Linked DNA regions of Anas platyrhynchos: region 1 is linked to region 2. The links are chromatin contacts, called in public Hi-C maps. All regions are on one chromosome and are shown on one strand. The core of a region is the stretch at or near the end of the contact, and the rest is flanking DNA. Distances in the headings are between cores, read along the strand shown. Region 1 overlaps SLC9A7 (solute carrier family 9 member A7). Region 2 holds the start of SLC9A7 (solute carrier family 9 member A7).

The links. Hi-C and Micro-C count contacts between places; a contact is called where the count stands out from the background.
Region 1: a contact with region 2 is called in a Hi-C map of F1 follicle, with 4 times the contacts expected there. The contact joins the enhancer-like site here to the promoter of SLC9A7 in region 2. A contact is called at or near these places in 5 of 8 Hi-C or Micro-C datasets (F1 follicle, F5 follicle, liver and 2 more).

What each region holds. Positions count from the first base shown.
Region 1 is chr1:137,541,561-137,547,504 of IASCAAS_PekinDuck_T2T, forward strand. It overlaps SLC9A7 (solute carrier family 9 member A7), which reads left to right. Exons shown (of 17, transcript XM_027454186.3): 6 at 1,270-1,375; 7 at 1,664-1,805; 8 at 4,922-5,027; 9 at 5,388-5,476; 10 at 5,613-5,726. Among named protein-coding and RNA genes, the nearest start is that of SLC9A7, 34 kb to the left of the region's middle. Within about 2 kb of position 3,586, at least 1 of the 8 cell types and tissues checked has an H3K27ac peak or open chromatin away from gene starts, as enhancers often do.
Region 2 is chr1:137,508,239-137,514,043 of IASCAAS_PekinDuck_T2T, forward strand. SLC9A7 (solute carrier family 9 member A7) reads left to right here and starts at 2,434. Exons shown (of 17, transcript XM_027454186.3): 1 at 2,434-2,830. The coding sequence starts at 2,545.

The DNA.
Region 1 (5,944 bases), core at 2,336-4,835, 34 kb after region 2:
ATTGTTGGCTGTACAGCACAAAGATATTAATTGCATTTTATTTTCAGTGATGTTGTGCTAGTATCTCTGATTTTCTGTGAAATGGATACAAATGCTGGGTGCTGTGAAAGCTGTTCTGTCAGTCTGTTGACGTGATAATATGTTTGGGGACAAATCAAACTTTCCTGTTCATTATGTTATTTTAAATATTTTTCCCTAATAGATTTTTGTTTAGTGTACCTCAAATTTAAGGCTGAAAATTAATGAAATTATTATACTGTGTGGATAGTAGGACTTCCGTAGCTATGTTGCTTGGGACAAAGGATATTTTAAGGGCTGAATTTGAGTAGGTTTTGTGTTTTTTTCTCATTCCAATGATGCTATACAAATTCAAGCAGAAGAATGCTCTTCTGCAGATTATCTTTTGGCAAAAAAATTTAGTCATTCCTTGGAAGTCCAGCATATTCACAAAGGTGTCCACGCTTGACAGGTGAGCCTGGAGAGCTGGTGTGCGTGAAGGGCTAGGGGAGGGAGTGTTGAAGTGTGAAGCCTGATGTTTAAAACAGATTGTGTGATGTCGCATGTGTTAGTTGGTGTAAAAATGGGAAGTAGCTCCTGTGATTGAGCTGAGCTCTGAACAGCTCGTGGTTGCACATGATTTTGGCCTTTATGCAAAAAAGAAGTACCATCTGATTTTTTTGAAGCTGATATATGGGAACATCTTCAGAATCATTCTCTCATGCCAGACTGAAGTGTTTGTGAAAACACTGATTGAAATGGGCAAGACTGCTAAATATGTCTAATCTTACACAATTTTACACTGCTGTGGCATAGTGCGTGCTTTGGGGAACACTTACAGCTATTAGCACTATGACTGAACTAATAAAGCCATGTCAACAAGCCATGCAGCCTTTAAAAGTAGCAAGGGCTGCAGAATGTTTTGCTGAAGGTGCTGAACGTGTTTAGGTGCTGAAGGTGTTTTTTTTTGTTGTTGTTGGTGGTGGTTTTTTTTTTTGGTAGAAGTTTCATTTGCACTGTGCCCTGTGATCATGGGGGACTTTGCAGACAGGACTGCAGAGCCCCCTTCCTAATCGAGCTGCCTTAAAACTGATGGTGAAGCTGCTTACCTGTAGATAAATGTGGCTGGTCTATTTCCCAGTTTCATTTTGAGCCTGTACTTCAATTTTGGGTTTTGTTGCTTAAGGCAAACTGGAAAGTCTACTATGTCACAACTCACAGTTTTTCTTGAAGTCAGCTAGTCTTTTCTTTTTTTTTTCCCTCTTTCTGTAGTTACCGTGCTAGCAATATTTAATGAGCTGCATGCTGATGTTGATCTCTATGCCCTTCTGTTTGGGGAGAGCGTGTTGAATGACGCTGTTGCCATTGTATTATCTTCGTAAGTAATTACCTGAAATTCTGTTCTGAAATTACTTAATCGTTTTAGGTATTTTTCTCAGAAAAAGCATTTATTTTAGATATGCTATTTTAAATTTAAGTGGATCATCTTGAGCTGAATTTGTAAATATTACAAGCATTTGCCAAGATATCTTATGCATAAGAAGCACCAGAAATAAAAGTTTGCCTTCAGGATGGGTTTGACTTTTCTGCTGTTCAGGTGATGCTGTTGGAGTAAAGCCTTCCTGATGCCACATCTAACTTGTCACTGTGTTAACTCTGTTCCTAGATCGATAGTTGCCTACCAGCCAACAGGTGAAAATACCCATGCTTTTGATGCAGCAGCATTTTTCAAGTCGGTTGGTGTTTTCCTGGGAATATTCAGTGGTTCTTTCATGATGGGAGCAGTGACAGGAGTAGTGACAGCTCTGATATCCTTTTTCATGTTTAGCTTTTCCAGATAAGATGCTACATTCATGTGCTAATGGAGCTCACCTATTTCCAGCAGTAGCAATGGTGACTCAAGCTGGTTTTAATCTGATTGTGAAGACGTGACCAGCATTCGTGTGACCTCTGCCTATAGAAAGGCATATAGGTATCCACAGAAATCCCTTTTTTCTGGTGTAACTGTGGCCACGCCAGAAGTTTTAGTGATGTTGCTGCGTGCATTGCACTGCCAAAAGATTTAAAGCCAAGGGGGAGCCCTAAATAGACACGTCCTAATGTTCAGTTTCTTTTTAGGAATTATAAAAAAGTTTTTATTATATAGGCTTGAAAGACATCTCATAGGATAACTGGTGTTTTGCTCTTCTTCAGCAAAATCCTTAATAGCTATTTCTGACCCTAATGGGTTCTTTCTGAGTTCTGCATTTAACCTTTCTGCTGGAAATCTTGTATCATGCGGCTTGGATAAGAGTATCTCTACCAGAGTTAACATCATAACATTACGTGCTTTGCTTGACCTGTCCTGCTCTCTTGAAGCTTTGTCTGTTTGATGAGAGCTCTGAGGCACTCAGGGAGCAATCTGTGTGGGTTTTGCTTTAGGCTTGGGCAATAAATCTGAAGTCTGATCTGCACCAGAAATTGTGATGTTTCCCCAGGAAAGGGAAAAAAAAAAAATCAAACTCTGCTTTTGGGCTGGCTAGGATAATGATACTTTTACACATCCCAGCTTGCTGTGATCTGCCTAGACTTCTGAAAACTGGTAGAATGTGATATTTTTTACAATAATCATGAACCTGTGACTCTTGATCTTCACCAATAATGTCTGAACTGTATCTTGTTATATATACACTGCTCAGGTTTGCCTCTTTGTATCCTGCATAATGGAAACCCTTCAGATATGGGGGGAAGGTGTGCTGCGATGCTTTAACATTTGGTCTTCAAGCTCCGCTGTTCTGCAATCGATGTGACCCAGAATGATGATTCTTAGCCTGGCTTTTAAGCTACCAGCCATCTATAGCTCTAGCCGATCGAGTGCTGTTGCTGTGGTTTTTGGCTTTCTGGCTAGCTTCTAATTACAGCCTGGATACATTCGGATCCATTTTGTAAAATCATGGTCTAAAAGCAGCAGTTGGTTCTTGCTGTTTGTAATGCTTGTGTTCAGGACAGTGCTATAAAACTGTTCACAAGACAGCCTCCGGTTTAAAAATAAATACATAAAAATACATAAACTTTTGCTCTAATTATACCATTTAAACTATTTTTGGCGAAGGAATACTTAACATCTTGTAATACTCTACAAGCAAACTGTAAAAGCGCATTTTACTACTCTCAGCTAATTAGAGCCCATAACTTAAGCCGTGAGTGAAGTTAATAGGACCTGATTCCCAATGTTTTGTAGTGCTGCCACAGCTGTGGAGTACCTACAGCTGTACCTGTACCAGCAAAGGGGGTTCCTGTGGTCCTGCATTGTCCTTTGAAAGCAGGCAGAACACTTGGTTTGCAAATATGATACAGATAATATATGCTGACTTTTGGCCTTCTAAAATGTTTTAGTTTACTTACTTACAGCATAACAACCAGGGGAATAGAGTTTGATTCCCAAAGCTGCCAGAAGAGACTAGAAATGAGGCATCAGCTCCGATGAGGGCTCTCTCCTAGCTTCAGAAGGCCACCAAGAAGTAGTGGCATGGGTGGGGAGCAGGTAGCTGGGCTCAGCAGTGCTTTGTGCTAACCAGACTTCCCCTGAAATGCTGTCAGCTGTTTTGCTGCTGGTGTTAATCACTTGTGGCTTGCTGTGAACTCTGTATTCTGTGGTGAAGCCCGCAGGAGACTGCTTCCACTGGGTTTTCCAGGCCAACTGAGTGCTTCTTGCCAGAGTCACAAGGAGTGCTGAGCCCCACACCTCCCACAGCCTGTGAATTGCCTTGTGAAAGGGGTGCTCCTCCTTGCGTTTAACATCCCCATCACATATTGAACTGTGACTTCTCAAGCAGCTGGGTTGCCATTAGGTTTTGGTTGTGTAATGCTGCAGAGCCCTGGCTGCAGCTGTGCTGTGCATGAAGAGGAGCGGTGGGTGGTGGTGCAGCCTCTCTGTGTCTGTCAAGGTACTGGCTTCCTACACAGGGGCAGGGAGTGCTACCACCTTGTTGCTGTTTCAGGTGTCCTTACTGTTCTCGTGTTCTCCTTCTGCTTGGATTTCAGAGACGACTGCTGGTTGTCAGAACAAGGACTTCTCCACCACTCTTACTAGCACATGGTTTCTCTCTGTAACATGTTTGTGTGCTGCCAGAGTAGTGCTTGTAGGGTAAAAAGGTCCATAGACAGGTGAACAAACATTCTGTATTATGTAGAAAGCTATGTTTAAGACTACTGAAATCTGTCCCACTATTTCAGTAGCTATCTGAACTGTTAATTCACTGTGTGTTTGACATTATTCAAGTTTTGCTCTCATCTGGAAGATAAAACTTACTCCCATTGAAGGGCTGAGCTGCTGTGGTTGAGCTGGCTTGTCCTCTAAAGCACATTAACACAAGAAGCAATGCATTTTGTTGTAGGCAGGATATCTGCTTTGCCTCAAAAGTACACAAGTAGCCCAACTTGCTGAAAGACCTTTTCAACAAATCTGAGCAGAAAAATTCTGACAGATCTACTTCATCCTAGGATTCCTGTAGTCAAGAACAGCCCTGTAATGAAGCACTTCTGAATGTATTTTATGACTTATTTAAAGGTGACCTGTGTACATGTGTTTATTTAAAAATAAAATGAAAGAACAGTAAAAGGAACACCAAGTACACATGCCTTCCCTGCTGGTGCTTTGCAGGGAAACATGGTATTGAATAAGCTCTTAGTTCACGCAGGTGGAGCTGTAGTTATGCTGTGGATATGCAGCACAAATACCTAAAATTGATGGCTTGTAAGGGGAGACCTTGATTCTGAAGTTTGTCTGCATGTGATGGAATTGATGTTTTTCAGCAAAAAGTGTTTTGTTCTCAGAGTAGCATTGGTTGTTAGCATGTAATAGCTCTTTTCACAAATATTGGGTACAGAGAAGCCAAAGGACTGGTGAGTTTCTTATTCTTGATCCCTTAACAAATGACTCAACGTGACGAAGTTTACCAAGTTGCACTGCTTCCCCCTGCTGGAAACGGCTCTCTTCTTCTTGATGTCCTGGAGCACCTTCCTGCTAGCAGAAGCTTGTGGATTTACCGGTGAGTTGTGGCTTCGAGTACACTAAGAGAAGTCCTGTCTGTCTAAGCTACCATGTTTCCACTTTCTCATTTAAACCTTCCTATAAGGAACACGATTTTAGCAGTTATATATATATATATTTATTTCCTGCACAATACCACTGATGGAGCAACTCACTGTGCGGCAAAAGCTTTTAGGAACAGCTTGGATTTGTTTCCAATGCTTCTGCCCCCCTGTGCCTTGCCTAATCCTTGACTTGAAAATGAGTTTCATAAAATCCCAGGGTTAAGGATGTTGTTTAAGTTTAATAGAACTTGAAAAGGGAGAAGTCTTGTGTTTATGTAGGAAACACTGATACTTACCTGTAATTCTGTTCACAGGTGTGGTGGCTGTCCTGTTTTGTGGAATTACCCAGGCACATTATACATACAATAACTTGTCAGTCGAATCAAGAAGTCGCACCAAGCAGGCAAGATTCTTTTTCCTCTTGTACATTCTATTGCTCTAGAATTGTGTACTCTTTTTTTTTTTTTTCTTTCTTTCTTTTGAAAAGTGTCTTTATTGCTTGGCCTTTAATATGTTCTTGTCTGTGTTTTTCCCCTTAGCTATTTGAGGTATTGCACTTCCTGGCTGAGAACTTCATATTTTCTTATATGGGTTTGGCACTGTTTACTTTCCAGAAACACATATTCAGCCCAGTTTTCATCATTGGAGCCTTTGTATCCTTTTTCAGTTTGAGGCTTTGGTATTATCCTGTGTGCCTGAAGGCTGTTGGTGTCTGGCTTTACTAAATAAATGATGGTGGTTGACTTGGAGTTCTCCTGATGTCGTGCAGGAGCAAGAATTCTGAGAAAGGCTTTCATTAACCCTTACATCAAAGTCCTAAGGACTCTGTGCCACAAAGTTGTTGGCTTTGCACCTGAGCAAGTACTAAAAG
Region 2 (5,805 bases), core at 1,184-3,683:
CCCTTCAGCTATGGCTGAACTCAGTAGAATGATTAGATTTTGTCCACTGCCATCTCATAGCTTTTGTGTTATGACCTTGATGCCTCTGTTGTGATCCCACCTGGCCATCACCTCGCACGTCATTGTTTCTGCCTCGAGCGGGGCCTCTCAGACAGCAATCAAATCTAAGGCCTCTGCATGGAACCAGATAAAAATATGGCAAGTGGGAAGAAAGCAGGGATAGAACAAAGATAGTTTTGCTAAGTGAATAGGTTACAATGTATGTGGTGGCCTTGAAACAGAGGTAACATCCAGGTGCCACTTACAGAGAATGCAAAGGTTTAGTGCAGAATGGCATGGGAAGGCAGGTGGAGACGTGCCAAAAAGTCTGGAGCACAGCTGCAACCGCAGGATTACTGTGGTGATGAAGCTTACCTAGAGGTGATGTTGCTGATGTTCCTAATGGACTAAAACCACCACAGCAGTCCACTAGAGACATTGCTGTAGGGAACTGAGGTGTATGAACACAGCTCTCACAGAAGGATGCTGTAAATCCTGGTTCACAGTGCTACGTAGACAAGCTAAGGCTGATACCTTTATTTTATTTGATGCTATACTCACCAGATGATCCTGTTTAAATCTGATGAACTATTCAGGCACCCTCATACCAATCCATGAGTGTAAGAACAACAGACTTTGGTCTGTAGGAGCCACATATACCACATGTGGGAATATGTGCATCAAATTTCCTGGCAACAACCTATTAGACAATGCACAGAATGGAGGAGACCTTAATTATATCGCTATTAAAAGTTGACTGAACTCCTAAACAGACAGAAACAATCATATTCTTGTCACTGATTTGTGTATGTGATTAGTCACATCCCCATTGTCCAACACAAGGATGAGTTTTACCGGATTTTATGCACAACAGTGGCAAAAATAAATTTTATGTGCAATAAAAATATTTTGAGACGGTGCCCACTGAGGTGCTGATTTTAGTGGAGGTGTCCCTAGGATGAGGGGATACCTGGGCAGAGGCTACAAGGGCAATGCAGCAGTCAAAACACATAAATTTGAGTGTGGAGATTTAAAAGTTGTGCTTATGGTAGTACTGATATGCCAAACTATGGATAATGTTTTCCTCCACAAACAATAGTACAGCTGAAAGAAAAAAAAAAAAAAAGAAAAAAAAAAAAAGAGTAAGACCAGGCTATTACACTTCATCATTGAAAGAATTGCCTTGATATTACTCGCTGTTGCCTGGAGAGCAGGAGGCATAATGCATCTGACCTGCAGGAATGCTGGAAGATAAAATACAAATTACTGATGGAAGATTTTGCAGAATGCAATTTAAGATGCTGACTGCAGCTCATCTACGAGGTAGATGAGGTAGATAAAGTATAGATGTAAATTGCTTTCTTAAGACCCACTGTACACTTAGGGACTGACTTTACTTGGCACAGCACAGTGCACAGCAAAGAACAAAACAGAAGAGAGCCAAAAAGGTTGGATGTGGTGCTTAGGGACATGATTTAGTGGGTGATATCGGTGGCAGGAGGACGGTTGGACCAGATGATCTTGGAGGGCTTTTCCAACCTTAGTGATTTTGTTACTATAGTCGTATAGCTTTTTATTTTTCATTTTACATTATTTATTTATTTTTTATTTTACAACTTTATCAGCATTACACATACCTAGCACTGTATTGCACACCTGTAGGCTGCTGTGAGGCCTATAGGTTTTTAAGTCCTGAAGATTTGGAGGTACAAAGCTATCTTTGTAAAAGAAACACTAATCTGAATGTGAGATTTAACATGAGACAGTCTGAAGGCAGCAATTTTTAATGGTTCACGTAGGTTTAAGAGCCAGGTCTTTAAGGCAAATGAGCATTTTTCATCTCCTCGAGGAACACTTTCACTGCCGTACAATCCAACCTTTACAGATAACTGTACCAGATTTCGAGGGCTGCTGAGGAGCTTGTATAAATAGCATGTTTAAAGGGACTATGTGTAAATAGAAACGTGAATTTACATAGTTACCATCTTGAAAAGTTTCTAGAAGGGACTCTTATGAATGAATGTGGTAAGAGGCAATCCCGAGTCCACTAGCAGGGAAGTTTGGGACAGACTCCTGAAACCCCCACAGAAAGAGCTGTGCACTAATATTGAGGCAGAGGGCAGCACTGACCCTGGGGCACCTGCTGTACAAACAGCTGGACGTCTCCACAGCCTTTTTTGCTGCCTTTCCCCCCGAGCAGCGAGCCCAGCCCCTGCAGGCGCAGCGAGCCGCGCCGCCCCATTTCCCCCCTCCTTTCCAGGCACGGTCAGCCCCTGCCTCTCGTCACAGCACCGAGTCGGGGCAGAAAGTTGAGATTTTGGCCCCACCGGCCCCAGCCTTCCCCCCACGGCCCTCGCTGCCCGCCCCTGCGGCCCAGGAGCCGCCCCGGCTCCGCCCCGCGGCCGCCGCCTGTCAGGGGCCGGGGGCCGGCGCCTCGCTCAGTGCCGGGGCCGGGGCCGGGGCTGGGGCCGCCTCCCCCGGCTCGGGGCCCGGGCAGCCGCGGCCATGTCGCTGCCGCCGCTCTTCCTCCTCCTCCTCTTCCTCCTGCTGGGGGCCGGCGGGCTGCGGGCGGCCGAGCCCGGCGCTGCTGCTGCTGCTGCTGGTGGTGGTGGTAGCAGCAGCGCCATGGAGGAGCTCGCCACCGAGCAGGAGGCGGAGGAGAGCCACCGGCAGGACAGCGTGAGCCTGCTCACCTTCATCCTGCTGCTCACCCTCACCATCCTCACCATCTGGCTCTTCAAGCACCGCCGTGTCCGCTTCCTCCACGAGACCGGCCTGGCCATGATCTACGGTGAGCTGAGCTGGGCTGGGCTGGGCTTGGGGGGCTGCTGGTAGCAGGGTGCGGGTCCTGCTTGCTGCTACCAGCTCATCACAGAGAAAGCAGGTAGCCTACAGAGCTCCCCCAGCTCGTCTTGAACCCAGTCTGCTCAAGGAGTGCAGTGCTGGGGTGGCTTTGTCTGCTCCTGCTCCCAGGGAGCGCCAGGAAAGTGGCAGTGAGTGCCTGCACAGAGCCTGTGTGTGTCCTCTGTGTGTGTGAAACCCCGAGCTGTTTCCAGGAGCCACTGGTGCAGGGAGCTGCAGGTGAGCCCCTGCTGGGGCGTAGCGCCCTGCTGCGAACTTATGCAATTGGGATTCGTACTACAGGGGACATGGCAGTCCCGAGGAGAAGCAGTCACCCATTTGGAAACTGATTTGTCCTGCCCTAGCGCTGTGGGCCTTTCTGATTTCTTAGTTGGCGTTCCCGCTGAGCAGTGCGAAACACCTGCCTGCCGTGGGTTGGGATGCCACGGGTGAGAAATGCAGCACGCCGGGGGGCGAGCAGGGAAGGGGGTCCTCCCCGCCGAGTACTCCTGCTCTCAGGATGGACGTGGTTGCTTGCCAGGCAGTGGAATTTTCCTCTGCTGAAGCATCTCTCAAACCACCCCGCTTTGCTCTTAGTCACTGATATCTTTGCTGCATTGCTGTGTATTTCACGTATGCTCCTTGTTGAAAACCGGCAAATTAAAGACGGGGCATATAAGTAAATTATGCACGAGTATCGTAATCCTTAACATATCGTAATCCTTAACAGTTGAATAGTGCCCGGGAGGTGGTAGATTAACTGTACGAATGCTGATTGGAAGTGACAGAGTAAGGTTGCATTGAGGACGTTATTTAAATATCACCCTGGTGCTGTCACCTTCAGAAACTGCTTTAAGACCATTACAGAGCTCTGGGTGGTTGGCTGTGTGGTAGAAATTCTGCGTACACGGGCGTGCTGATGTGTGCAATACGAATAATAGGGCATCAAGGGCATTTGCATTTTGATGAGCTGTGGTGGCAACAAGAAATTGTTCACCCACAGAGCTTCTGCCTCTCGTTAAACTCAAATTAGTTTATGATAGCTCGCAGTTGCTGATCCATGAAATGGGCGCTAGATTCCTGATTTGATGTACAAATGGTGAAATTGTGTGGTGGAAAAAGTGCCATGCTATGTATGGCCCTTTCTGCACCATAGGCAACACCGCCGAAATAATGATTGGCTCGAGCTGCCGCATGTTCTTGGCACTCCCTCACCTAAATCTTTTTGTTTTCATAGACGGTGAATATCTTGGGGAAACATCCCAATGAACCCCTCTGGTATCTCAAAACACACACTTTCCTACCTCCCAAGCAAAATGACTCTTGCCATGTCACAGCAAATGTCTGAGGAAACATACTCAGCAAGTGCAGTTCTGTTTTACGCTGTTAGCCTTCGGTGCCTGTGAAGCTCCGCTGAGGCCTGGCTTCGTTTAAATGTTTTGTAGACTTCCTTTAGAGCAAAGAAAAAAAACCATAGTAAGTATCATAGTAACTGTCTGCTGCACTTCTGATAACCAAGCTTTATTCTTCACATGGGAGTGTTTTCCTCTTCTTTCTGTTATTTAACAGACAGTGGTTAGGCTGAGAAACGTTTATGCTTTGCTGATAACTTGGGATCTGAGAAATGCACGCATCTCAAACTGGATGTTTAAGACACATTTAATGTTTGACACAAAATCGTGTGGCGATATTCTAACTGAAATTTGTAGTCCAAAAACCAGAAGCACCTGGCATGAAGCAGTTCTGATTATGATAACAGGTGTCTAGGTGCTCTCGAAGATGTATTGATCAGCATGGTATTGAGGTAGGTAACTTTCACAGGGTTTTAAGCTCCAGTCGACAGCTCCTGTACCGTTTTGCATTCCATTTCTTTAACAGCGGCTTTTAGCGGTGAGTAAAAGGCTTTCAAGTACAGGAGAAAAGTAGGCTGGCAGTTAAATGCCGATTACTTTTTATCGTGGAGACAATGACCCAGAAAAACTGGTCTTGTTGCACCTAAAAGCCCTCTGAAATGGTTGGTTTCAGTGACTGAATCTTGGGGTGATTGCAGTAGATGAAAACGTGGCAGCAAGATGCGTTTGAGGTAGTTAGAGCTGGAGGTCCTGACGATTGCTTGCTTCTTCCTTTCTTTAGGAAGAGGGGATGGAGCTCTTCTTATTTCTGGTCTAGCCGCACAGCAGCGTGCCATCCGACCTCTTTCCTCGAGCACAGCAGGAATCAGGTGGCATGACAGCGGCTGGAGGTGGTGGGCGGCGAGAGCAGAAGCTGCCTGCAGCCAGACCTTTAACCAGCATTTCTCACTTATCTTTTCTCAGAACCCAGCTACAAGCACATCCTGTTCTACTTTCGCCATGTTTTGGCTGCTGATCTGATCGCATTTCTGATACAGAAAGCACGCGCTTTATCCAGCTCAAAGGGCCTGTGGCCCAAATGCTGCTGGTGCTGCTGAAGTTTGCATTTCTTCTGGGCTTTAAGTAGCGCCTTTCCTGTTGAGTAGGAGGCATCTGTCGTGCCAGTGTGGTAGTCTAACAATTACCCAGTCCTCAGCAGAGCGAAGGCTCCTGCCCTGTCCAGATTTGCAGGGTGTTGTGGAACTTCACCATGTGAGCTGCTTTGGTTCAGAAGCCATTGGGACCATAACAGAGTCTTGCCATGTTTCTTATTTCCTGTGCTGTCACCATCTCTTCAGGGACAGTCACTGCTTTCCTGTCTGTTATTCTGATGTGCTAAATGGCCTCCTCTGGAAGTGTCTGTTAAGATGTGAAATAACCTGAAGTTTACACGATTGCTTAATGACTTACCGTGCTGCTTTCTTGTGTGGTGCACAGCTTAAAGTCTTAGAAATAAGATCAAGAAATATGAAAGTCACAGAGCTCAGGTGCACGTGCTAGCTCTGACAGCTGCGTACGTGAAAGGGAAAGAGAC